Linked DNA regions of Mus musculus: all the other regions are linked to region 1. The links are chromatin contacts, called in public Hi-C maps. All regions are on one chromosome and are shown on one strand. The core of a region is the stretch at or near the end of the contact, and the rest is flanking DNA. Distances in the headings are between cores, read along the strand shown. Region 1 has its middle 68 kb from the start of Gm24957. Region 2 has its middle 32 kb from the start of Gm36367. Region 3 has its middle 15 kb from the start of Gm46133. Region 4 has its middle 11 kb from the start of Gm39438. Region 5 has its middle 98 kb from the start of Gm36251.

What was found. A called contact is a pair of places that touch in the nucleus more often than the background predicts.
Region 2: a contact with region 1 is called in a Hi-C map of cerebral cortex, with 4 times the contacts expected there. The contact joins two enhancer-like sites. A contact is called at or near these places in 1 of 484 Hi-C or Micro-C datasets (cerebral cortex) and 1 of 115 datasets of contacts at active chromatin or transcription factors (bone marrow-derived dendritic cells).
Region 3: a Hi-C map of cerebral cortex shows a contact between it and region 1, with 2.2 times the contacts expected there. The contact joins two enhancer-like sites. A contact is called at or near these places in 3 of 484 Hi-C or Micro-C datasets (cerebral cortex and ventral hippocampal neurons).
Region 4: a Hi-C map of cerebellar granule neurons shows a contact between it and region 1, with 5 times the contacts expected there. The contact joins two enhancer-like sites. A contact is called at or near these places in 1 of 39 promoter capture datasets (hippocampal neurons), 10 of 484 Hi-C or Micro-C datasets (brain, cerebellar granule neurons, cerebellum and 4 more) and 2 of 115 datasets of contacts at active chromatin or transcription factors (astrocytes and neural progenitor cells).
Region 5: a Hi-C map of cerebral cortex shows a contact between it and region 1, with 2.7 times the contacts expected there. The contact joins two enhancer-like sites. A contact is called at or near these places in 6 of 484 Hi-C or Micro-C datasets (cerebellar granule neurons, cerebellum, cerebral cortex and 1 more) and 1 of 115 datasets of contacts at active chromatin or transcription factors (neural progenitor cells).

What each region holds. Positions count from the first base shown.
Region 1 is chr9:112,452,392-112,457,312 of GRCm38.p6, forward strand. No RefSeq gene overlaps it. Among named protein-coding and RNA genes, the nearest start is that of Gm24957, 68 kb to the right of the region's middle. Within about 2 kb of position 2,605, at least 32 of the 459 cell types and tissues checked have an H3K27ac peak or open chromatin away from gene starts, as enhancers often do. A contact at or near this core is called in cerebellar granule neurons, cerebellum, cerebral cortex and 2 more, where this site is marked.
Region 2 is chr9:113,261,351-113,266,675 of GRCm38.p6, forward strand. No RefSeq gene overlaps it. Among named protein-coding and RNA genes, the nearest start is that of Gm36367, 32 kb to the right of the region's middle. Within about 2 kb of position 2,516, at least 3 of the 459 cell types and tissues checked have an H3K27ac peak or open chromatin away from gene starts, as enhancers often do. A contact at or near this core is called in cerebral cortex, where this site is marked.
Region 3 is chr9:113,153,957-113,159,267 of GRCm38.p6, forward strand. No RefSeq gene overlaps it. Among named protein-coding and RNA genes, the nearest start is that of Gm46133, 15 kb to the left of the region's middle. Within about 2 kb of position 3,700, at least 23 of the 459 cell types and tissues checked have an H3K27ac peak or open chromatin away from gene starts, as enhancers often do. A contact at or near this core is called in cerebral cortex and ventral hippocampal neurons, where this site is marked.
Region 4 is chr9:113,430,116-113,435,108 of GRCm38.p6, forward strand. No RefSeq gene overlaps it. Among named protein-coding and RNA genes, the nearest start is that of Gm39438, 11 kb to the right of the region's middle. Within about 2 kb of position 2,851, at least 10 of the 459 cell types and tissues checked have an H3K27ac peak or open chromatin away from gene starts, as enhancers often do. A contact at or near this core is called in cerebellar granule neurons, cerebellum and cerebral cortex, where this site is marked.
Region 5 is chr9:113,022,949-113,028,206 of GRCm38.p6, forward strand. No RefSeq gene overlaps it. Among named protein-coding and RNA genes, the nearest start is that of Gm36251, 98 kb to the right of the region's middle. Within about 2 kb of position 3,688, at least 14 of the 459 cell types and tissues checked have an H3K27ac peak or open chromatin away from gene starts, as enhancers often do. A contact at or near this core is called in cerebral cortex and cortical neurons, where this site is marked.

The DNA.
Region 1 (4,921 bases), core at 1,355-3,854:
TTCTGAATATTCCTTCTGCAGTTCACCTCAGGAAATGTATTTAATTAGAAAAAAAGATATTGAAGGAGCTTTCCATTACTGATGAGTTGGAAAATTAGTATGGGGAGCAGGTGTCTCCCCTCCTCTCAGCCCTAGAGGTACTGGGGATATAAAAGGGGGAAGTCTCCTAAAGAAACTTGAATCCATCATTACCTGATGCTAGTGTGTGTGTGTGTGTGTGTGTGTGTGAAAGAGAGAGGGGGGGGGGGCAAGAACTGACTGAGAAGTTAGGCATTAAAGAAGATATTTCTTGGGGCTAGAGAGATGGCTCAGCACTTAAAAGTCCTTGCTGCCTCTCAGAAGACCCGAGTTAGCTTTCCTTCTGTCAGGTTAAAGAGTGGATGTAAACAAGTCTATGGATGTAGGGACTCAGTGTTTCTCCTCTACATTCTAGGACTGATATCTATGAATGGTCTCTCTCTCCCATACATCTATTTCCTCTAATGATCTAAATGCGATCTCCTACTTGGCTTAACAGCTTATTAAAGTGGCAAAGGAGCACCCGAGGTCTCACCCTGGCCAAAATGTGGGGCACAGACAAAGACTAGATGTCGGATCCATTACGTTACACACAATTACAGAGTGAGTACCAGGTGAATAATTAGATTCCCTGATGATTACAAGTACTTTATGAAAAAAAAAAAACAGAGAGAAGAGTGTGTAAAATACATCAAACATGTGCACTCAAAAGTGTGAAGACACTGGAGATACAAAGTCAGCGAAAGACGTCTTAGGTTAGAAACAACCAGAGAACATACAGACATGAAATACTTCACATATAAAATGTTCAGTAGACAGTGCACTGTTTTACTGGGAAAGACAGAAGGATGGATGAGGAAGGAGAAAGTTCCTACGTCACCAACCTGGGGGCAAATAAGGCAACCTGGGACAGTGTCCCTCAGCCTCAGATCTTTGAACTGCCAGCTGCAAGGAGTCCCCCTGAGCTGACTGAGTGAGCTCATACAGGGCTCCATAAGAGTGGAGAACAGCCAGCAATCTTTACTGTCCCTTTTTCGGCAACCCTGACTGACAGAATTTATGCATAAGAAATTAGAGAGGAAAGAGCTCTTAGGCAGGGAGGATGTGTCAGCAGGTGAGGGTACTTGTTTGCTGAGAGACCAACTTCATCACATTGTAGATGGAGGGGATTCTTTAAAGTTGTTCTTCTTCATATGTGTGACACATACACACACACACACACACACACACACACACTACTACTACTACTACTAAATAATAGTAATAATAATAATAATAATAAAGAATTAAAACTTCAAAAGTTGGGGCCACTACATTTTAGAGTTATTTGTTACATTTCCAGAGAAAAGTTGAACTCAGCATGTTCTTTATCAAGAGACACTTTTGAATGGAAACAACAAAAACTTCCACAGCCCACACTGACTCCTTTATATCAGCAGTCCTTCATTTTTTCCCCAGTGGGTTGTTGACCTCCTATCATTTTCTAAGAATTACCCAGAGTGCTGGGGATATCATCACACTCTCTTCTGAGTCTCTGGAGGAAGAGAACTTGTGCTCAAGCTGGAGGCTTGTCAGGCACATACACACATAGATAAATTATACTCATATATAGACACACATGCTCCAAACACACACACACACACACACACACACACACACACACACACACACACATCTCCACATCCACAGAGACACACCAATATACACATCAGATCCATATGTATGTATACTTGCACACATGCGTATGAAGATATGTTCATGCAAGGAACACACACACAGACACACACTGCACATACAAAGACACATACCAGGAACATAGCCCACACACTGAGGTTCATTTATAGATAAACATTCACAGACATGCAGAGACACAAGAATATGAGTAAATAATACAGACACATGCCACATAGACATCGATAATGAGAGGTGAAAACAGGGAAAAACAGAAATATGTGGACATCGAATGTGACATGTGAATATGCAAGGTCGCCTTGCACTTTCAAATATCCAAATGAGACAGTTTAAAATCTTAATTGCCATTTATAAAGATCCTTATATGGAAGTACACAAGACACACATACACACACACACAGGCACAAAATCTTGCCTTCTTAAATGTGTATTGAATGCAGAACATCATGTATTTGTGAGTTAAAATGAAGCCACTCATCATGAGTCAATAGTAGTATCAACAATATTCACAATGAAGGAAATTTTCCTTTTATTAGAACAAGTACGATCAAGACAAAACCGTGGCCCTCTGGAATGAAATTGAACTACTGAGATTCGGACTCTGGATTCAATGCCTCTGGAGCTGGCATTGACCTTTGAGCTCAATGAACTCAGTCCCTCACTTCATAGCAAAAGCTGTCAAATTCCTCCAGGCCAGGAACCAGATGGGTCCTGCTCAGAGCACTGGTGTGCAGTGAGCTAAACTCTAAGGTCAGCTGAGGTCGCGAGCACCCCAGAGGGATCCTGGCATGAATTTCCGTCCCTCTCTTCCATGCTGGCACGGGTTCTGGTGTCCATATGTCTGCGCATACATAGAAGCTGAGGCAGAGAAACTCGTGAGGATTGCCAAGGCCCCAGAATACTGAAAACAGTTGCTATATCCTGTTGCCATGACAACCCACTCAGGAAAGAAACTAGGTGCCAGACTTAGATTTTTTGTTGTTGTTGTTTCTTTCTTTTTGAGTCCTAGAGGAGGATCAAGATGAGTTGATAACTCTTTTATTGCTACCTTGGGGCAGAGAGAAAGGTCTGTCCTGCCCTGTGTGGCATCTGAGCCAGCCTGTTACTCCAGGGATAAATAGGAATGCAGCTCTGGCTAATTTTATATCTCTCAGAGACAGAGATCTCTGGTAACAACGCTTCACAGAAAATAACAGCCTCCTAGAAGGTAACATGTCTATGAAAACCTGAGAATTCTTTGGCCCAGCTTCCTTAGCATGCCTAAAACTCTCTTCTCCATCTCCTCAGACTTGGTTTTAACTAAATCATTGTTCCTTCTTGCAAAGAAACCTATTCCTACAGATCCAACAAGAGTGTCTTGGGAGATGCAGAGCCAGGTCATCATAGAAAGCAAGTAAGAAGGTCTGGTGAGTGTGAGCAACCTTGGGGGATGTGGAGACCTTCCAAGTGCCAGTCTCTTCCAACATACACCACTTGCCTTCCTATAGGAAGTAACTGTCCACATTTGTAATGTTTAAGTTCAAGTTGCAGAGCTGATATCTACACAAAACTGTAAAATAACTGTCACACTCTTGTCTTGTAAACCCTACAGAGAAAATAAGTGGGTCCCATAAGACTAAAACAGGGCTTCCTCCAAAGCATAAGGTTTTGAGATCCCAGTGTTAGCAGTGGACTGCTGCCTTAACAGTTGTCCCAGAAGGCCCCTCTAACAATAAAGGATATCACCACTGATACCAGTTGCTTTTTAGAACTGATGGAAAGAACCTACTGCTGAAGACAAAGTAGTGCAGGACTTTAAATAAGATGAGGAAAGAGTTGGGAGAGTCTCCTCCCTGCAGGCTAGCTCATGTAGTCCCACAAAGTTCTACTAAGGTTGCTAGGGATGCTTATGAGTCAAAGTACCATTCAACTGTGGCCTCTGCATGTTTCACAATGGCAGTGCCAAGCAAGATGCGTCAGTTAGCACTATAGTGCCATAAGTGCTGTGGATAACGTCAGCTTTCTGATTAAACTTAAGGCCTAGAGCACAGGGGAATATTCACCACTGAAAACAAGAGCTTACACAAACCAACCTGGGGCTCATTGTTAGATTTAGGTTGCCTGGCCAAGAAGCTCCAAAGATCCATTTGTCTCTGTCTCCCCAGAATGGGTATTGCATATGTGAGCTGCCAGCCTAGCTTTTACCTGCATACTGAGGATCTCAGTGATTTACACATCGATCTAACACCCCAGCTCCAGTTCCAAGCATATATGTGTGTGTGTAAGTATGTATGTACGCATGTATGTATGTATGTATGTATGTATACAGGAAAATGCTTCTCTATCAACCCAGACTAAGGAACCAGCACCTTTGGGATTCTAATCCTGGAAGAAGTCACCACTGACAGCTTGTCATTCTACCCATGCTGACCTGTCACTCCACCAGACAGACCTGCACCATGCAGTCTCACTGGGCGCCTCCCTTTATCATCAGATCAGCAGGTTAACACATTTGTTTGCTTTTGGTCACTGCAAAACTCATTGGGTCACACCATCCCTTCTCTGTCTGTTTCCCACTGAGAATTTTCATCTGGGCTGGAAGTTAAACTTCAGTAGTCCTGTACTGTATACTCCCACCTCCCATATTAGTTGGGTTCAATCCATTCTCAGCATTGCTGGCAGCTTGATACTTGTCTAATTAATCTTGGAGCTCTCACATTGACATCTTAACACCCTGCCATGCTTCCTCAACCTTACTTTGTTTGCTGACTTTAGCAGTCCATCTCTAATGGCTTCTATCTTAGTTGGATTGGACCGTACCCCAACTCACTGTCTGTGTTAGTTTCATTGTGACCCAGTCCTAGTATGTGACATTTAATTATTGTTTCTCTATAATCCCCTTCCCACTTATTTTCATATAGATGGTATAGACAAAGACCAGGGAAGACGAATGGTATTTACTGAATTGAGATAGATAGCTAGGGCTAGATTCCCAACGTTCCAAAGCTGAATGCATCAATTTTCTACTGAATTTCAGTTTCACATATGAAGAGTCTTTATGATAAAACATATATACATCTTCCAGAACAACTAAATAACATGAGTACCACAGACACAATTACATTTACTCTGAAGGCAATATTTTCTCTAATCACAAAGTAACCCTGGGATCATGGTCACATACATGTTTTAGGCTTTTGAAAGGGAATATCTGCATTTTCTTTATGGATGT
Region 2 (5,325 bases), core at 1,266-3,765, 810 kb after region 1:
AGCAGTCAAAAAAAAATGGTGTTTTAGCAAGCACTCATTGATCTGATACAAGTTTGAGGTCACAAAACCACTTCTATATGTCCAACAGAGCACTTAAGAGCCCTAACCCTAACCCTAACCCTAACCCTAACCCTAACCCTAACCCTAACCCTAACACCCCTAATGTAGCTTCCTTGCTTTCTTTTCTAATGAGCTTGTTCTGAAGAGATGGCAGTAGAATGGATCTCTGGCAGTCACACACACACACACACACACACACACACACACACACACACACACTCCCCATATCTCTCTGGCTAGCTTCTCTAGTTTCATAGACAGGGCAGAGATAACAGGAAATTGTCTGTTACTCAACCCATGTGCTGATGATACTGCTCCAGGGAGGCGACTCAACACCAGAGCAATTGTGTAGGAGAAAAAAACACCAAGCCATCACGATGTCCAACAGGGAGCTGTGGCCACCGTTCCTGTGCACAACCCTTGGTCCTTCCAAACTTGGCATGTGGCATATGGGAGTCCACATTCATGTATAGAGGAGAGCATCTCTGTTCTGCAGACGTGAGGCTATAGGCTTCTGGCATTCTCTACCCCTGTTATTGCTGTCATTTCTACCTTCCTGCCCTCTAGAACCGTAACACAAAGCTAGCCTATTTAAAACAAACCCGCCACAATCTGCTCCAGAGAGATTTGCTCTGAATTTGCCCCAGACTGAAAACTGCACACGGCCAAGGTTTAAAAGCTTATGTTGGGAGAAATTGAACATTATCTCCGACTAATGTTTTCTTACCATACTTAAATTTCCAGAGGCGTTTACAAAAATTAAACATCACTGACAGCCGAGTCCTTTATTTATGAAGCCAGAAATAGGCATCAATCCTGCAATCACGTTATTATTTTTCTTATTGCTCTTGTCAGTGTATATTTCACTGTCACTGGATGGGATGAGTTTAGGGTGGTGTGGGAATAGAGTGTTTATTGACGTGTGCTTTCTTGATATTAAAAACAAACCATGGGCTTCTGTCTTAAGGTCTTGGAAAAATTAGTTATGCACATGAGAGATTAAAATTTAGCTCTGATTTGCGTTTTTAAAACTAGTTCTTCAGAACTGGAGAAATAGCTCATTGGCATGTTCATAGCATATGTGGAGCTCTGAGTCCATCACTCAGCCTCATGTAAACTGGTTGTGGTGACATTTGTCTGTAGTCCCTGGATGCCAGAGGTGGAGGCAAAGGGATCAGACTTTAAAGGTCACACCTGGTTACATCATAAGTTTGATGACAGCTTGTAAAACATGAGACCACGTTTCGTTTTATACCATAACTATCAAAATAACAATGATGATATTGATGCTGATGATAATCCTAGGATTTTTTAATATAGCACAATAGTCACCACCAATTTTACTAACACCTAAAAATGTATTTAGCCATCTTGAAGTTGTATTAAGTGGCAGTTGGGCCACTGAGTACAGGGGAGGAAGGTAGAGTATTTAGGCATCTCTCTAAAGTTGGGTAAATGCACAAAGTGGCTCTATTAATAAGAAAAATAGCATTGAGGGCTGGAGAGACAGCTCACAAGTGTGAGGACATGAGTTTAGAGTTCAAACACAGAAACCGGACATAGCAGTGTAAGTACTTGTAACCTCACTGTTCCTCCAGGGATATGGGAGGCAGACAGGAGACACCCTGGAAGTTCGTGGAACAGCTAGGCTGGCATACACGATGCCAATAAGACCTGATCTCATGCCAACAACACCAGAGGTTGTCCTCTAACCCATATCCAAGGACTGTGGTACATACTCATCTGCACTGACACACATGAATACATACACACACACACACACACACACACACCACTCTTAAGAACACTGACCAAGGGCATTAGAGAAGAGAATGTTCACCCCTTCTGCACCCAGAGAAAGAGGAGTCTAGACAAGATGAGGGAATGAAAGACCATCACATGTCCTGCAGTTGCAGCTCGTCCAGTTGAGTCTCACAGGGAATCAGGGAGATTGGTTTTGGGCGTGAATGTCCCAAAAGGTCAGACACTGTGGACAGAGAGAGCCTAATCTTTTACAAAGTGCTGATAGGATCTGAGACACACATGTGTCCTTTCCTTCCTGCACATGTTTGCAGTTCAAGCTTCTGAGAAGTGAGGTCCAGAGAACGTTTGCAGTGGGCATGATGGATGAAAGAGGGGGTATCCACTGTCTTGGTAAAATAAGAGCATGGTCTTCAAAGCCATGTATACCCTTGATGTGACATCTAAGAAGAGTCCTTCCTCTTGGGTCCTGGCTTTCGTCCCTGGTGTCCTCTGGCTGTCAGGTCATCCATCTCTCTGCTAACTAGTCAAGACTTCCTGTTCATCACATCTCTCAAAAACAGACTCAAGCCTTCCCTAGTTTAAAAATATCTTCCCACCACCCACATTTCCTGCAGTTACTGCTCTCTCCTCCTCCTCCTCAGACCCAGACTTCCCAGACAATTATCCACCCTGCATTCTCCATATGTTCCCGCCCACACACCCCTCAGTTCACACCATGTCGTCTTCAAGCCCATCCATGGACGTGAAGAAGACACAGTGATCTCCGGGGGCCTCTCGGTTACATCCTTACCTTACTGGAATCTCAACACAGGTGAAGGTCATTTTCTTCCTCTGGGGTCCATCTTGGGCTCTCTGAACCCAGTGGTCTACCTGAGATGCAGTGAGTTTCCCTCTCACACTCCTTCTCCCACCAATCACTTCACAATCCTGACATCCTATAGAGGTCATCTTTCATGTGAGGAACCGTTCCCACTACCTTACCAAGCAAATATCTGCATATCTTATCATTCTGGCTCTCTCTCTCTCTCACTCTCTCGCTCTCTCGCTCTCTCGCTCTCTCGCTCTCTCGCTCTCTCTGTGCATGTGTGTGTGTGTGTGCGTGTGTGTGTGTGTGTGTGTGTGTGTGTGTGTGTGTGTGTGTGAGAATGCATGAGCATAGGTTGACCTAGCGGTTGTCAGGCAGGCTAAACTAGCTGGATGGTGAGCCTCATGGGGCCTCCTCTGGCTGCTCAGCACTGAGATCACAAGTGAGCACTACTATACCTGGCTCTTCGTATGAGTTCTGAGGAATTGAACTTAGGTCCTCAAGCACATTACTCACTGAGCCAGGTCCCTGGGCTGGCATCTGTTTCTTGGATCCACTTTCATCTTCATTCCTCTCACCCCCTCAGAACTTCAGTATGCGTCCCCCCACCCCCAGAAAGGAGAGATTTGCCTGAAATCACAATTAATCATGCTGACGGATAGTGACCAGAGGAAAGAGCCCAGTATGGCGGTATTTCCTCTCTACCTGATCCAGGAAAGTAAGACATTAATAATGTAAGTGTCATTCATCATCGCTGAAGGAAATATCAAACATGTGCGGCTCCTCTAAGCAATTTTGTTTCCATTGGCAGGATTGCAAAAACAGAAATAAGATCCCATGAGTGACCTCAGAAACCCCTTAGAACATAGTCTGTCTAATTTATAAAACAAGGAGCGTCTAACCCTTCCCATCTCATCCAAGTATCAGAGGGAGCTGGTGATGACTGAGGCTGTGGCTTCAACTGTCAGCAAGAGAGAACAACATCAGACAAGACAGACACACTCCCTAAAATCATCAGCCTACAGGACTGATGCACAGATGGCAGAGCCTGCTCTAGGAGATGAAGGGTACCTCACCTCACCTCACCTCATGAGAAGTTACTGATAGATTCTTATCAGCCCTATAAGAAAATGAAAGTGCTGTTGGAACTGTCCAGGGTGCTAGGAGCAGGACAGGGCCAGGGGAAGACATTTGCATGCTATTTGCCTATTGCTTTTCTATGAATGTTGTCAGAGATCGAGAAAAAGCGAGATCTGGTTTTCACATCACACTTCATGGCTGAGACAGTACTCTCTGGCTTGGCCTTCGCGACAGCTCACTGAGATATCCGTAGACAAACATATTCTCTGCTGATCGATGTGAGAGAAGTCAAGCTCACAGAGAGTTACAGAAATGACTCTTGTTCCAAGAAAAGACTTCATCATACACCCAACACCATTTGATGGATCCTAATTGTGCTGTGTGTCCTGTGATAGGAAAGATAGATGGAGATTGAAAAGGTAGCTTTGGGCCACTGAGGAGATGATGGATGCAGAGGAAAGACTTCTGCCCTCCCTCCACATACTAAGAAAGGAGATATTGGTAACTGAACATAATAACTTACTGAAAAGTCTAGAAGGACTCAAAGAGTAGATGCTGAAAGCCACATCTTGAAAACACAGTGGCTACAAGTCAACAAGGTAAAGCACTCGAGTAGCTGGGACGCTGTTGGTGCTTCCTCCACCCAAGACTCTTTCTCTGGGGCTCATGTTCATCATCCATCTCCATGGATATCAATTCTCATGACATAAAATTTCCCCTCCTTGGAACAATTGTTCCCAGCAGACAGGAGACACTTCAAATAGAATAGAAGGACAAGCCCATCATTTATAGAAGCATCTGGTCTCCTGTGGGTGGCAGGTGGAGGAGTTTAAATTCCCCTGCCTCAGAGTGGGGCATCTCTCTGGATGACTGTAGACTCCAGAGCTCCCTAAATGAACCACTGAAATAATACTCTCCATGGATCATGCCCCTTGGCTATCTGACTCTTCCTTCAGCTTCTCCTGACTCATCAGATGGGTCCTTGTCCCATCTCTGCATATAAGAATCTATCTCTGCAAAGGAGGAAGGGAATTCTGAGCCAAGACAAGCCAAACCACAAATATGACAGATCAGAGGGTGACATAGGACAGTTGGGGACTTAGAGGAGACAGACAATAGTGCCATGAGGAACATGTGAGTGTATAGAGAGGAGAGAGAGAGAGAATTCAGTCCTATTTCAGCCATCTGGCTCAGTGACAGTTCACCATTCCATACTACCTCTGATACTCTACATGGCTACTTTACATATGTTCTTGAGCCTATCTAGGTTACAACATGGTTTTATAGAGGCAGGGGTTACAAAGTACTTTGTTTCTTCAGCAGCACTTCTACAATGTAAGAGAAGAAAAAAAAATAAGGCAGGCCACTGTAATTTGCTAATTTTCAGGCCATAGCTCACTACAAGCTCCACCTCAGGAAGAACAGATTACCTCCATATGATTTTTTATTGCCCCTTGCTTTCTTCTCCTTCCTACCCCTTTCTTTGGCTCTGTTTTTTTCTGCCCTCCTTCCTGGTCGCTAGTCATAAGGTCTTGCCCCTGGGTCTCTCTTAGCACTTGGTTTTAATTCCAAAACTTTCCAAAGCCAATGAAGCTCCTTAGTCATAAAGTCTGGCT
Region 3 (5,311 bases), core at 2,450-4,949, 700 kb after region 1:
ATTCAGTCAAACCCAGAATTGGCAGTTCGGGAAGGCAAGAAATAATTCCCACCCTAGGAGAACCTGTGCTTGCTTGGAATAGACAGGCAGCAGTGTAGCATAATAATTAAGTATTATTACAACAAAGTTAATAAAGATTTAGTTCTGTAACAACATACTACAAAGCCAGTAGTTGTGTTTAGTTTCTCCCATTGCTGTACTCAATACCTAACAAAGGCATCTCAGGGAGAAAGCTGTATTTTGGCTCATAGTTACAATGATGGTCCATAGTGGCTGGAGAGCCAGGGCAGCAGGAGGGTGAGGCAGCTGTTCATGTTGCATCTACAGCCAAGAAACATAGCAATGACATTTTTGTTTGCCGGGCTCTCCCAGTATTCTGCAGCCCAGGATCCCTACCCATAAGATGGTGCCACCTACTTTAGGGTGGATCCCACCTCAGTTAACCTTATCACAGTCATCCCTCACAGCCATGCCCAGAGGCTCGTCTCCTAGACAACTCTAGACCTTATCAAGTTGAAAGTCAATGTAAGTCATCGAAATAGTTGAGAATACAAGAGATAGAGCTCCCAGAATTCCACAGTAAGGGAGTCAAGTCAACGGAGACCAGTCTCTTAGGGGATCTAGTCTAGAGAAAAACTCTTGCAGGCTCTTCATTGCTTCTGATGGACTCTAGATTCCTTCACCTGTGGCCACATCAATACAATCACTGCCTCTGTCCTCAATTGCATTTTCCCCTGAGACTGAGCTCATTTGCGTGTTTATTGTAAGAACACTTGTCTCCCCTTGAGTTGGACACACCTGTGTCACCCAGGATAATTTCCTTGCAATAACATCCGCAAAAGCCTTTTCCCCGGATATCATTGACAGAGGCTGAATCAGGATGTGGAAATGAGAGGTATGTTTCAAGCCGCTGTATTAAGCACCACGCTGAGCTTATTGTGTATTTGTGTGGAGAGCAGCAACTAAGACTCCTAAGGTTAGACACGTTGTCCAAGACCACTTAACTTGGAGAATGGCCAACTGCAACTCACACCTACTTCTGACTCAAAAACATCTACGCCCTTTATCTCTACTCATTCAAGAGACCATGACATAGTATTTCATGTGGCCTCAAATGATCATGAGACATAATTCATATCCAGTAAGGCAGAACTGAGAAAGTCCTCGTGAAGACAGATGCAGAAGGATGCATGAGGGTTAAAAGTGCTAAGAGGGGGATATTACCTCAAGGGAAGTCTGATATCAAAGACGCTTTCTCATTGCTGTGATAAAGATATCTGAACCAAAGCACATTAATGGAGAAGAGGGTTATTTTGGCTTACAGTTCCAGAGAGATAGAGTCCAACATGGCAGAGAAGACATAGCAGCAGACAGGAAAGGTGCAGTGGTTAGAACAGGAGGCTGGCTGGTCACATGGTGGTAAAAACTCAAGAAGCATGAGGAGTAGGCAGGAAGTAGGTCTACTCCCCCGAGTGAGGCTCCATTTCCTAGAAGCTTCACTACCTTCTCAAACAGTGCCACCGTCTGGAGACCAAGTGTTTCAGCATATGAGCCTATGGGGACCTTTCACAATAAGCTGTACAACCCACCATACCTAAAGTGCAATGCTGCTGGTGAAGGGCTCTAAACACAACACATGACAGAGGAAGGATGGCCCTAATCAACTAGGCCAGAGATGGGGCAGTTAGAGAGGTCATGGGTAGGAAGCAGTTGAAAGAAATAAAAGGAAGAGGATTGGGGTATAAAATGAAAATATCACATATGAGGAAGTTAAGGCACCAGGATGGGAGAGGGAGGCATGAGCCTTCTGCAAATCTGGAGGAATACAACAGAGAAGGCAGCAGTATCCAAAGCGGGTTGCAGGGAGAGAGGCAAGGCTTGGGTCTCAGCAAGGGCAGCATGCATCTTCATGGCATGTTTAGGGACTGGCTATAAATGCAGGAAGGTATTCAAGGTAAGGAGTAGCAGAAATCCGCCTCTGTCCTCAGAACTCCTCCTCTTTCTAAGCCTTTATTATGCAAAGCACAATCTTCAGGGCCATCTTTGGCTTTTGCTCTGGGGAAGAATATGACAAAGGACACAGTGACTCACATCCAATCAAATCATCCTCGGGGAACAAAATGTAGCAAGCCAGCCATTTGCTCCTGTGGCCGCCGGAAAGTGATTCAGCTGCCCTATTTTCAGGTAGAATCCTGACTATGGGTCACTTGGGTGAGAGCATCTTATACTGACCATCTCTGAAACAGCTGATCTTTCCATACACAGATGCTGAGGTCCACAGAGGGCTGATAGGGCCAGAATAGCTAACGGAATTGGATACAATAATTGGTCTCAACGTGTCCAAAATTAAAGAGCTGCAGCTTTTAAATGCCCTAAGAATCTAGATCAGGGTAAAACAGAGCTGACAGAAAACTTGCACAGGTGGCCCTGTCAACATTCTGTCAGGAAGGAAGGAAAGGCCCAGGAGGGCCCACCTCTCCCTGAGGATGTGCAAGAAGCTACTGTAATGAGGGCATGGAGAGAGATTTTCTTTGGTGGTGTAGTTATTGATAAATTGTCCATGCCTCTATAAGTAACCCTTCATCCATGCCCCTATATCCAATCCTTATGAAACTCATTGGAATGTACACACACACACATGCACACACACACACACACACACACACACACACCACTCATACACTCATGTGTTATTATTGGGGGTGGGGGGACAATGTTAAAGTAGAAGGGGACCAGCTAGGTAGGATGATGTCAGCATAAATGTGAAGCAGGTAAAAAAAAAAAAAAATAAAAAAGACCATGAGGGAGGTCAAAACATATTACATGTGTGCATAAAAATTTCATATTGAAGAGCTGGGGAGGAGACTCAGTAGTCCAGAGTGTGTGACCCATTTGCAGAGGACCAGAGTTTGTTCCTCTGCATCCCCTAAGATGGCTCACGACCACCTGTCACTCCAGCTCCAGGGGAATCTGATGCCCTCTTCTGGCCTCTGCAGGCACTGCACTCAGATATATACAAACCTATACCAATACCCATACACGTAAATTAAAATGCTAAAAATGAAAAAAAAAATGTCCTTTAAAAAGTTAAATATTACAACGAAACTCATTATTATGTACAATCAATGCATGCTTTTAAAAATAAGGGTGAAGGTTGGTAAGGAATTAAAAGGACATTTAAATCATTTTCCTTTTCCAGAGTGGCAAGCCAGCCCCACATCCTTAGTTCTTTATCACCAGGGAAGGTGTGGGAGGTAGAAAGAAAATGGGGACCCTCTTCCCGTGGTGCCTGGATGGGACCAGTGTGCAGCAGACCAGGAGTTGCAATCCAAAGCAGGAACTGATAACAAAATTCTAATCCCTTCAGGCACACACTCTCGTTTGTTCTCTTCCCATGATTCCGGCCACCTGCTTCTTGCCTCCCTCCTTCCCACTTCAAATATACAGGTAAAAGAAAACAGACCCACTGTGTGAATCCAAATCAGCATCTGGTCGCAGAAATTGAGAAATGGTCTCTAATGAATTTATCCCTGGGACAAAAAGAAAACAGTAATTAGGCCGAACATCGGAAAAGTGCTTGCCAGCGCACTTTTGTGCTATGGTTTCATTTTATCTTGCGGGATGAGTGGAACCGTAGGTAAGACACGCTCCGAACTGTGCTCCGGACCACGCAGGTGTTCAGTGGGAGCCACTCTCCCTCTTTCTTGTTTCCCAGTAGACCCTCCTGCTGTCACCGTTCCAGCGTGCCTCTGGGCTGTCACTTTCTGTTACTCTCCGAAGTGAAAACTGGGGCAATATTATTCTCTTCCTTCCACGATAACAAACAGAATCCTACCAAATCCCTTTAAAATGAACCTGCAGACATGAGAGTGACAGGTTTTATAAATCATTCTAATGGGGAGAAACTACACCCCTCCTCTGCACAAACCCAGCCTGGGCCTGTTCCACGGCGCCTGCCATATGGAAGCAGTTTAACTCAGCAGCCCTTACCAGGAGATCTCATCAGGACCTGTGTAGTCTGAATGTTTGCCGTGTGATAATACAGACCACCAGAAAAAAACAGGACGCTGAAGTTGTATGACTTTAGCTGTGTCTGGGGGGGGGGGGGGGGGAGGAGAGAGTGGGGAAGGGTGTCTATGTGTGCTAACACAGAAATAAAACTCTATTGTAAGGAAATGTTAGGAGATATTGCCTTTTTTTCTACTACTGCCTACAGAGGTATTCTAATTTGCTTCTCCATCACTGTGATAAAAATACTTCTCAAAAGCAACTTGGGGAGGCAACCGTTTGCTTGGCTCACACTTCTGCTTCATACCCCATCGTGAAAGGAAGTCAAGGCGAAGGGACTGAAGAAGGAATCGTAACGCAGGAGCTGAAGCAGAGGCCACCCAGGGGTGCTGCTTACTCGCACCCCATTGCTTGCTTAACTTGTTCCTTATAGAACCCAGGACCACCTACCTGCCCAGGGTGGCACTGCCTACAATGGCCTGGTCCCTCCCACATCCATCACTAACCAAAAAAAAACGGAACTGACAAACTCAAAATCCAGTGTCTTTCCTTGGCCATGCAATGTGTTCATCTCTCAGCATACATACCCTGCAGGCAGAATTAACCAATTGTCTTTCTATGCTCCCAGGGCTATGTGACTGATTAGCCCTAATTCTACAACTCAGCCTTTGTACGATAGGCCCCTTCACAGGAACGAAGGCCAGGCAACATCTTCATCTTTATAATCGCCCCTAGGCTTAGCGTGGGAACTAGCATTTGCTAGGTGTTCAGCAAATGTACATGGAATTTAAATGAAATTTAAAAGCATGAAGCAAATACAATAGCTCCTAACATACTCTAATGATCCATGCTGTGGGATGTCCCACCCACCCCTTCTCCAGGTATAGTGTGTGTGTGTGTGTGTGTGTGTGTATGTATTATATGTGTGTATGTATTATGTGTGTATGTGTGTATATATTATGTGTGTATGTGTGTATGTATTATGTGTGTATGTATTATGTGTGTATGTATGTGTGTGTATGTATATGTGTGCATGGGTATGTATGTATGTGAATGCATGTGTTGTGTGAGGTGTATATGTGTGTGTATGTATGTGTTGTGTGTGTATGTGTGTATAGGTGTGTATATATGTATATGTGTGTATGTATGTATATATGTGTGTGTATGTATGTATGCATGTGTATGTATGTGTGTATATGTGTATGTTGTGTATGTGTGTATGTATATATGTGTGTATGTATGTATGTATATGCATGTGTGTATGTGTATGTTGTGTATGTGTGTGAATGTGTTGTATATGTGT
Region 4 (4,993 bases), core at 1,601-4,100, 980 kb after region 1:
CTCATGAAAGTTGGACATAACCTGTTCTGTCAAATCTTTCTATGGTTTGTCACTTTGTCTGCCCCTAATTAGATGTTACTTTCAAAATGGCTACTTCCTTCTACAAACTAACTTTACCTTCATTGTTTGGGACTAAGGGTGTGTAGTAAGGGAATGTCTATTCCAGCCAGAGAGATTAAAGGTGTGCGATAAGGGCAGAAACATACTAGCAACAATGTTTTTCAGAAAATATAGTCTTGGGCGTCACAATGTGATCAAATATTCTGCAACAGTGAACCACATGGGGACTTGCTGCAGAAAGTACTGCAGATCTGATGAGCTCAGCTGAGGTCAGAGCCACTGTCTGAAACTTCTTGGCCTCGCTGTGCTCCTCAGACATTAGCATCTCCAATCTGCAAGAGAAAGAAGCAATACCTAGCTGGCAAAGACCCAGTTTCGGGAGGTATCAAATGCACAGAATGGGAAGAAATAAAGAAATTCTAAAGAGATGTTTGTGCCCCTCCCTTTGGGCAGTCAGAACATTGAGGTCATAAAACCCAAGGGACTGGAATTTCCCCAAGAGTCTCATGCTGCGAGAAGGAAAAGCTGGTGTCAGCCAGAGGGAAAGTTTGCCTCCCTGGAAGTGATGTCACGGGGTTCTGAGAACCTGCCAAACCACTTTGCAGGAAAAGCTGGAACAGAGACAAGGGTGACAGTGACCACACCTTGACCAAGATGGCTCACCTGATGCTTTTGTGTAAAACCGAATCTCATGTTAAGATCCTGAAAGATGGTCTTTGGAAGTCAACAGACCACTTTGTTCCTCTGCAATGTGGCCACATTGAGGAAATCTCTGTCTCTCCTCTCTCTCTCTCTCTCTCTCTCTCTCTCTCTCTCTCTCTCTCTCTCTCTCTCTCTCTCTCTCTCATCACTACTGTGTTTCTTTAACTAGCCTGTTAAAGGTATAGAGCCAATCCTAGTCTGTTAGGTTGCTGGGCTCACACTCCAATCCTGACTCCAGTGACAGGAGAGAAGAGGAATTTCCATCAGTGAGGATAGGCTATATTAACAAAACACACCCAGCCAGACTCCATGAAGATTAGCCACAGGCTTTCTCCTGCCTCTATGGAAAAGGCTTTCTGTGAGACAAAGGCCAGCAGATCCAGTGTTCAAAATGTAACATGGATTGAAGATCCACAGAGGAGCAATAAAAAGCACTTGCTGCTCTTGTTCTGGAGTTCTTAGCACCCATAGCTGCCGGCTCACGACTGCCTGCAATGCCAGGGGTATCTGACACTTTCTTCAGGCCTTCATGGCACTCACATGCATGTGCACACACAGACACACACACATAAATAAAAAAAATGAACCCTTAAAATAAGAAAATTGGCATGGTTTGTAAATGCTGGATACCTATGGCATCAGAAAGGAAAATCAAATCAAGCACTTGTTATCAATTCTTAGAGCAGGGAATTCTGAAGCTTTCCAAGATCCTGCTGGTTGGTTGATAATTAGTTTAAAGGAGCAAAGGTATTCTAAAGCTAAATGTCAAAAAGATCTCGTACTCCCTAGACGCTTCCCAAGAAACCATATAAAAAGAAAGAAAGCCAGGCGTGGTGGCGCACGCCTTTAATCCCAGCACTCAGGAGGCGGAGGCAGGCGGATTTCTGAGTTCGAGGCCAGCCTGGTCTACAGAGTGAGTTCCAGGACAGCCAGGGCTACACAGAGAAACCCTGTCTAGAAAAACAAAGCAAAACAAAACAAAACAAAACAAAACAAAACAAAACAAGAAAGAAAACCGGGCCTGGGGAGATGGCTCCACTAGGTGCTTTGTAAGCTTAAGGACCCGAGTTTGATGCCCAGAAGCAACACAAGAAACAGCAAGAGAGGCAGAGACCAGCTAATCCCCGGGTCTCACTGGCCAGCTAGTATTGCCTGTTTGGTGGGTTCCTGGCCAATGGCAATAAGGGTGTCCTCTGTCCCCCACACATGCACAAATGCAGGCACATTCATGCGAGCACGTACACACACACCCTCTACATACAAACACATGTACAAATACACTCACATTTAAAAAAAATTTTTTTTAAATATGAAATTGAAGGGACAGATGCCTTGTAGACTTTTTAAAGGGATGTTGTATTTTGTTGTTAGTTGGTTTTGTGTTTGGTTTTTGAAGACGGGGTGTCATGTAGCCCAGGCTGACCTCCACCTTGCTGTGTAGCCACTGATGACCTTGAACCCCAATCCTCTTGCCTCTACCTCCCACACACTGAGATCATGAGCATGCTCTGCCATACCTGGTTTTATATTGGATTTTTAGAAATATCCATCAGTCAGCTGACTGAGTTCAATCCTCTCCCACCTCCCTGTTCTCAAACAGGAATCGGTGCCCTGTGAGCCTGAGCTGCCTCCTCCCACTAGAGACTGGACCAGGTCTCCTGTCAGTGAGTTCCAAGGTTACCCTTTGTATCAAGAGCTCATTTTTAACATGAATATCAGACTTGGAAGGAAGCAGATCCGAAATTACAACCTCCCTGATGTAGACATTAATGAGTCATTTGAGGAGGTCTGTACACAGTCCCTAAGCAAAAACTATCTCTCAACCCCAGGCCCATATGTCACTTTCCTTTGCCAGGGCAGTCCACCAGGCTGCAGGGTATCCTTCGGCTCAGGACACTGAGCAAAGTAGGTCACATATAATATCAGCAGCGTTTGCTCAGCTCAGAAGGTCACCTCGGTGCTCAGCATTTTTGTATTGCCTCAAATAAATAATGAACATGGAGGTTTCACAATATGGCACTGCTAAACTGATTCCCTAGGAACAACATTCTCATCGCACTGCCTATTGCCAACATATGCTTCTCCTTGTAGAGCGGATGCCAAATGATATTACATCAGGGAATATAGTTTCATAAGGAATTAAGGACATCAAGTGAGAACTGGCTAGAAAAATACACTCAGGAAGAATGTGTACAAAGAAAAGTCCTGTGCACGTCGACAACACATAGCTTAAGACAAATAGTTAATGAGACGGTGTTGTTAAAATTATAGGTGCAAACCTCTAAATGTCACCAAGTAATCTCCACGAAGACAGGACTGCACCAGAAATGTAGATATGTCACAAAGAACACTACGCTACTGCTGATACTTCTTCTACACACGTTTTAAACAAAACTCAACATTTTTGAGTAAAATTCCAGAGCTGTTTATGGTAGGCATGTTAGTGGTCCGCCAAATATGTCTGCATCCTCATCTCCAGTATCTGAATACGTCACTTCAAATAACCAAAGTGGCTTTGAAAAAGTGCTTAAGTCTGAGGAGCTGGGCTGGGGAAATAGTCCAGCATCGATGTCAGGTGGCTCACAATCACCTGTAATCCCAGCCCCAGGGAATCTGACACCTTCCCCTGGCCTCTGCAAGCACCTGCACATGTACACATACACATAGAGAGACGCACATAAAGTACATATTTTAAAAATAGCTAAGTATGCACAATGGCTGGCTTCTAATCCTAGCACTCCGTGGGTGAAGCTAGACTATTCAGGGTAAGCTGGCTAGTTAAGACTAGCCAGGATTAGCAAACACAAGGCTCAGCTATAGACCCTGCCTTAGTATATAGGGTAACCAGCTGAAGAAAACGCATGACTTCAATCTCTGGTCTCTACATGCCCATGGGCCCACACACATGTGAACACACACACACACACACACACACACACAAACAAACATTTTTTAGACAGGGTCTTACTATGCATCCCCAGCTGGCCTAGAATCTGCTATGTAGACCAGACTGGCCTCAACTCAGAGATCTACTGCCTCTTCCTCTGGCACGATGGGATTGAAGGTGGGTGCCACCACACCCAGCTTGCAAAAATACTTTTAAAAAGTAGTTTGATTCTATCTGTTTAGAAAAAAAAACATCTTCTACTAACCACATAAATCAAAATAAATTTTGTATTACCAAAAAGTAAATACTTTCTAATCTTATAAAACATGTCAAACAATAACATTAAGCATGTTTAACTATACTCAGACATTAGTTTCCCTATTGTTAAGGGGGGAGTCTAATTTAATGCTATTAAAAAGTCTATTTTTTACACTCAAAATATAAAAATTAAGAGGAAGACAAAGCATGAGATGGGCCGTACTGTACGAAGATGCACAATTATCTCATGGAAATAAGAAGCCCCACAGACGGCTGAGCAAGGTGCGATTTGATCGCCTGTGCAAGAGACTCAGAGCTTAATCAGCATATGCAAAAATGCTCCACCTTGCTGTGATCAGACGAAAACAAATTAAAATACTCATTAAGCATCATTTTACACATATTACATTAGCAAAAATAACAATAATTCTGAAGGCTAACCAGATTCTGATTAAGCCTGTGTGTTTTCGCGCTGTTGGTTACAATTTGGTTGTTTGGAAGGGGACTTAACTGTATGTAACAAACCCATAAAATGGTAATGTTCCTGAAGCTGGGCGTTCCACCACTGAGGGTCTCTCCTGAAGATAGAAACTGAGAGAGAAATGCATGTGGAAAGATATTTATCACAAGTAGAGGGGGGGGGAAGTAAGTCACCTTTACTTAGAAAAATATCCGACACTCAATAAAATAGCAAGGATATTGATACCAATATCCTCCTTTCCCAGAAAGCTTCTCCTTGATCTCCATAGAAGACACACATTCACATTAGAGATAGATACAGATATAGGTATAGAGATGGAAATATATAGATATAAACATATGGATATAGATAACCTATATGATTTATATTATTGCTTTTGTGCCAGTATCATGATGGTTTGTCACTTTAGATCTAGAGTATAACTTGAGATAAGATATTATGTTATCTCTAGCACACACGCGCGCGCGCACACACACACACACACACACACACACACACACATATTTTCCACATATGATGGAAAACATGTGACTTTTATTCTTATACAGAGGTTGTATCACTTAACACAATGGCATCCAATTCCATTCTTGCAGGTGACAGCTCTT
Region 5 (5,258 bases), core at 2,438-4,937, 570 kb after region 1:
AAGGTCCTCTTTCAAGACATCTAGAGTTTGTAGAGATGGCTTAACAATAAGCATGTTTGCGATTCTTACAGAGAACCAGGGTTCTGTTAACAGTACACATGCAGTTCACATCACATGTAACTACAGCTCCAGGGAAACTGATGCCCTCTACGGGCCTCTGTGAGCAGTGCACTCATGTGCACATATTCACATCAACACAATTACAGATAATAAATTTTAAAAGAAATCTGCTGCAATATTTGTTTTTTACGTCTATAAGCATGTCTTAGTTCTTGTTTTATTATTTTGATTTTGTTCATTTACATAATGAATTTTACACATTTGTGTTATCATCTCCTTCCTTTCTTCCTGCTTCTACTTCCTCTCTTGCTGGAACCCCTTTTCTCACATTGCTACATTGTCATTTTTAAAACAATACATTCCATCGAACATATAGAGTTGCATAATCATTTCAGCCATCAGGATAGAGTATTTTAAAGCTCATAGTAAAATAAAAATTTCCCCTAAATGTCCACTTGAAGCCATAACCTCTCTGCACCCTAGTCCCTGCCAACTAAACCACTGTCCTATTTTTCTGTGATGGCTTTGTCTTTTCCATTTATTGTTTAATAAATAATATAACACATAACTTTCTGAGCACAAATTTTTAGTTTACTATAATGTGCATAGGGTTCATGTATGCTGTTTAAATTTAAATTTAAAAGAATACTGTTTAAAATTGTTATATAATATTCTGTTGGATAGATTTGCAGTAGGTTGTTTGGTTATCCATCCACCAAGGAAATGAGTTACCTTCAGTTTGTAAGGTTACCAAGCATACTGTTATAGGTATTCATTTATCCAGTGAAAAATTCATGACATTTTTGCACAAATGCAAGTTTTATTCCTATATGCCAAAGAAATAAAATGTGCTGTGCAGTGACTATATTTATTTCTTTATAAAATTATGAACTAAATTTTCATTGTGGCTGTCCCAGTTTGCATTCCCATCAGAAATGTCTGGCATGTCCAGGCACTCTCTATCTTGAACACAAGGTTGTTGCTTTGGGTTTATTTCATGGCTTTTGCTATTTCTGTTTTTTGTTTATTTGTTTGTTTGTTTTTGTTTGCTTTTCCTTTTGAATACGTGTGCATGCTCTTTCATTAGATCTTTAACTTCCAGAAACTCTTAGGACTTTAACTGACTGGAGATAGGGTTTCCTGCCATGGGTATTTTTTATGTTTCTTTTCTCTTTGCTACTGTGTCAGTGAGAAAGTTTGCTGACATTTCCCCTCAGTTTTGTACTTTAGTATAGAGTATAGGGGTTTGCTATGCTGTATGTCCTACATTAGACAGCAGACTCAAGCATTCTTTTCCCTCCCATACTTTTCATTTCTACTCTATTACCAACCCATATCATGGATTTCACAGATCAAATATTGCATTTCTTGATGCTAGGACTAGAAACTTTTGTGTATCCAAATATTACTTTTTTCCCTAAAAGTTCTATACTATTAGGGTATACATTTAGTCAATGATCCATTTTGACTAAGTTATTGTCTAAAATGCTAGATATAATTCAATATATATTATTTATACAAGTTTGGTGAGTCATATCTATGTCCTTCAATATCTAAACTTGATATTTTACAGCCTAGCAGTCCATGAAGTGATGAATGGATAAAGGAACTATATCATGCATTCACAATGGAATATCCTCCAACCATGAGGAAGAACAAAGCTATGTTGACCTAGAGAAAGAGTGAATGTAGGGATCACCCAGTTAAAAATTACAAACCACTGTAAGGAAAACTGATACATGTTTCCTCTCATATGTGGAATCTAGATTTTCACAGACAGACAAGCAGACATGAAGGAAGGAGGTTTAAAGGGAAAAAGAACAGGAAACAAGCTGGGACAATGGAGGAAGAAAAGAAAAATATCAAATGCTTTCTCTTCTATAAGGTATCTAGATTCAAACAGACTGAGAGGACAGGATATGTCAGGGTGAGCAGGATACCAACAGGATAGAGAGGGAAAAGCACAAAGAGTCATAATGCACAGGCATGTGCGTGCCATAAGGAAGCCTGCCATTATGTATACTTACTAAAAATAACTTTAAACTCTATGATATATTCAGGTTATCTGTTTATTTGATGTGTTTCAGTAGTTTGTGTCTTTCAAAGAATTAATGCATGTTTAGGCCACTGAATACAGAATCATAGTGAAATCATTAAAGATAAGAGAAATGCAGACCAAAAAACCCCTCAATTGTCTGGTTAGTGCCTATACATTTTCTATCTAGGAGATTTTCTGTTCACACATTGAAGAATGCACATCTTGCTTTTGTGGTGTGAAATACTCAGCAAATTTCAATTTGGTAAAGTTGTTGTAGGGTGTTTGGCAGTTATTGATAGTCCTGGGATTTCTTTGTCCAGTTCTTCTATTAATTACTGGAAGATTTCCAGGGGCTCCAGCTAGCACTGTGGGGAGATTCTCTTTGTCTTCTTGGGTGTCCATCTCTAATTGATGTTATTGGAGCCATTGTTGAACATGTATATGCTTGGGATGGCTATGTGCTTCCGATGGATTGGCCCCTTCTCAGTAAATCACTTTTCTCTTTATCCTTCACTAACGGAGTTCATATTGTTTCATGACATTCATATAAAAACTTCATTTATTTATCTATTATTTTAGAAAATCTAAAATCACAGTAACAGAAAGCTGAATTATGGGATAATAGTATTAAGGGGTATTCTCCAGGGACTTGAAGACTCATTTGCAGGAGTGTTTAGATCCACTGTCTTGACTGTGGCTTTATGTCCCAGATGTATGCAGATGCCAGATCTAGCTTAAATCACTTAGACATTTATTAAACAAGTTGTTTTTAATCCTACTTCAACCATGGAGTTTTAAAACTCAAGCTCATTTTAACTGACAGTTCATCCTTTTTAAGACAACCCTAACCCACTGCAACACTGTCTAAGATTTGCTTACAGCTAGTAGGAAACCGATGAAGATAGAAGGACTGGAGATGGGCAGAGGGGAAGCAGAGGAAACATAGGGATTTCTAGGCATTGCATCCTGCTTAGTTTCCTCCGATGCATTTGTTTCCATCCCTTGGTGTAACTGAAGAGAGCAGCAAGGAGGAGGACAAAAGTCTGAGGTGGACAAGACACAGCAGGGCACCTGAGATACCTCCTCCAACAGCACACTCTCCCTACATCTCTGGGCAAGTAACAAAACTCTAATACATTTAAATTTTCAAAAACTGGGGAAAAGAAAAAAACAGGAACAAGCTAAGATTCTGTTTTCTACAATGGAGTGTTACTGGGTGACCAACACTCTGGAAATGGGCACTGTGCCCAGGCATCCTTGGTCAACACAAAATAAACTTCAAGTTTTTATGAGTTGTGTGTATGTGTGTGTGTGTGTGTGTGTGTGTGTGTGTGTGTGTGTGTGTATTTAAGACAGAGGGATTAAGTACATAAACTCGAGTGGGTAGAGAGATAGGAAGTTGGGAAAGGAGAAAAACATGGTCAAATTAAAACAATATTTTTAATTTTAAAGGGTGGGGGGAAGTAAGCCCTTCAGAAGAAGAAAATAGTAGAAATGTTTGATGTTTCAATGAACCTTCAGCCATGACTGCATCTAAAACCCCAGCAGCTGCTAAGTCTTCATTTAAAACGTCCTTATGGTGCATTCTATTCTGGTGTTTACACCCTGGGTAAAGACATGGGGAGAAGCAAAATATGTTAAAGAAAGCAGTAGGGGGGAGATGAAGGGACACATATATCAGGAAAGAAAACTGGGTCTTAGTTCACGGTCACCATTGTCAACTTCCCCTATTAGGTGGCAAAGAACAAAAATGAACATTACCAAAATATTGACAAAGCCTTCCCAAGTCCAAAATAGAGGAAATGAGAGCAATGAGGGTTTCCTCGGCAGCAGTTAAAATGGAACCAGTTCTCAATTTGGAGCAGAGATACTTAGAGAATGCATTTATTCTCATAAAGGGGCGGAAAGACTATAGGAGCCAGAGGAGCAGGACATCTGCTATGAGCCTGTGCTGTCTGCACGTGACAAGAAAGCTGCATCCATGAGGTCTCAAAGTACAGCCATCTAAACAGAACTTGGACAAGGACAGCGCCCAGGTGACATGCCAATGCACATAGGTGAAATCTCGTGATTTCCCAGCCCTAGAGGAAGAACTACAGGCAATGGGTGGCTGCTGAGAAAGGATGTGCCTTCTCCAGGGACAGGCTGCCTGCTAGGCTGGTGATCCAATCCCAACTATTTCTTCCTAAACCCATGCACACATGAGTAACACTAAATGGACTCAACTGTGTGTGTGTCTATCTGTCTGTCTGTCTTATGTCTGTGTCTCTCTGTGTGTCTGTGTCTGTGTCTGTCTGTGTCTGTGTGTCTGTCTGTGTCTGTGTGTGTGTGTATGTCTGTACATGTATGTGTGCATCTGTCTGTGTCTGTCTGTTGGTATCTGTGTATGTATATCTGTGTATATGTATGTCTCTGTATGTGGTGTGTATCTGTGTGTCTGTGTGTGGTGTGTCTGTCTTGGTGTCTGTGTGTGTATTTGTGTGTCTATGTATGCATAGTGTGTGTCTGTCTGTCTGTCTGTCTATCTATCTGTGTTTTGTGTCTGTGTGTCTGTGTATGTGGTATGTGTCTGTGTCTATGTGTGTGGTGTGTGTCTGTCTGTCTGTTTGTGTCTGTGTGTCTCTATGTGTGTGTCTATGTGTGTGTGGTGTGTGTGTATGTCTATGTCTGTGTGTGATATCTGTGTATATGTATGTCTGTGTGTGTGTGTATGTGCTGTGTATCTCTGTGTTACTGTGTGTCTGTGTGTGTGGTGTGTCTGTCTGTGTCTGTCTGTCTGTCTCTTTCTCTGTCTCTGTCTCTGTCTCTCTGTCTCTCTCTCTGTCTCTCTTTCTATCTCTGTGTGTGTGTGTGTGTGTGTGTGTGTGTGTGTGTGTGCGTGTGTGTAACAGAATAAGAAGAGGTCATGAGTTTGAGACAGAGTATTGATTGGGTCATGGGAGAAGCTAGATGGAGAGGGTGGAAATGATGCAAATGCAGTAATGCTGTCTGAAGTTCTCAAAAGACTTTAACAGTAAGGGCAATGAGGGGGTTGTGAGCTTGAATCCAGGTCCCAACACCACCAGCTGATTAACAGTAAGCAACAGACTTAATTTAATTAGTCCTACATTTTCTCAAAGGAGAAGAATAGCCCTTGATATTATTTTCAGTTAAAACCGAG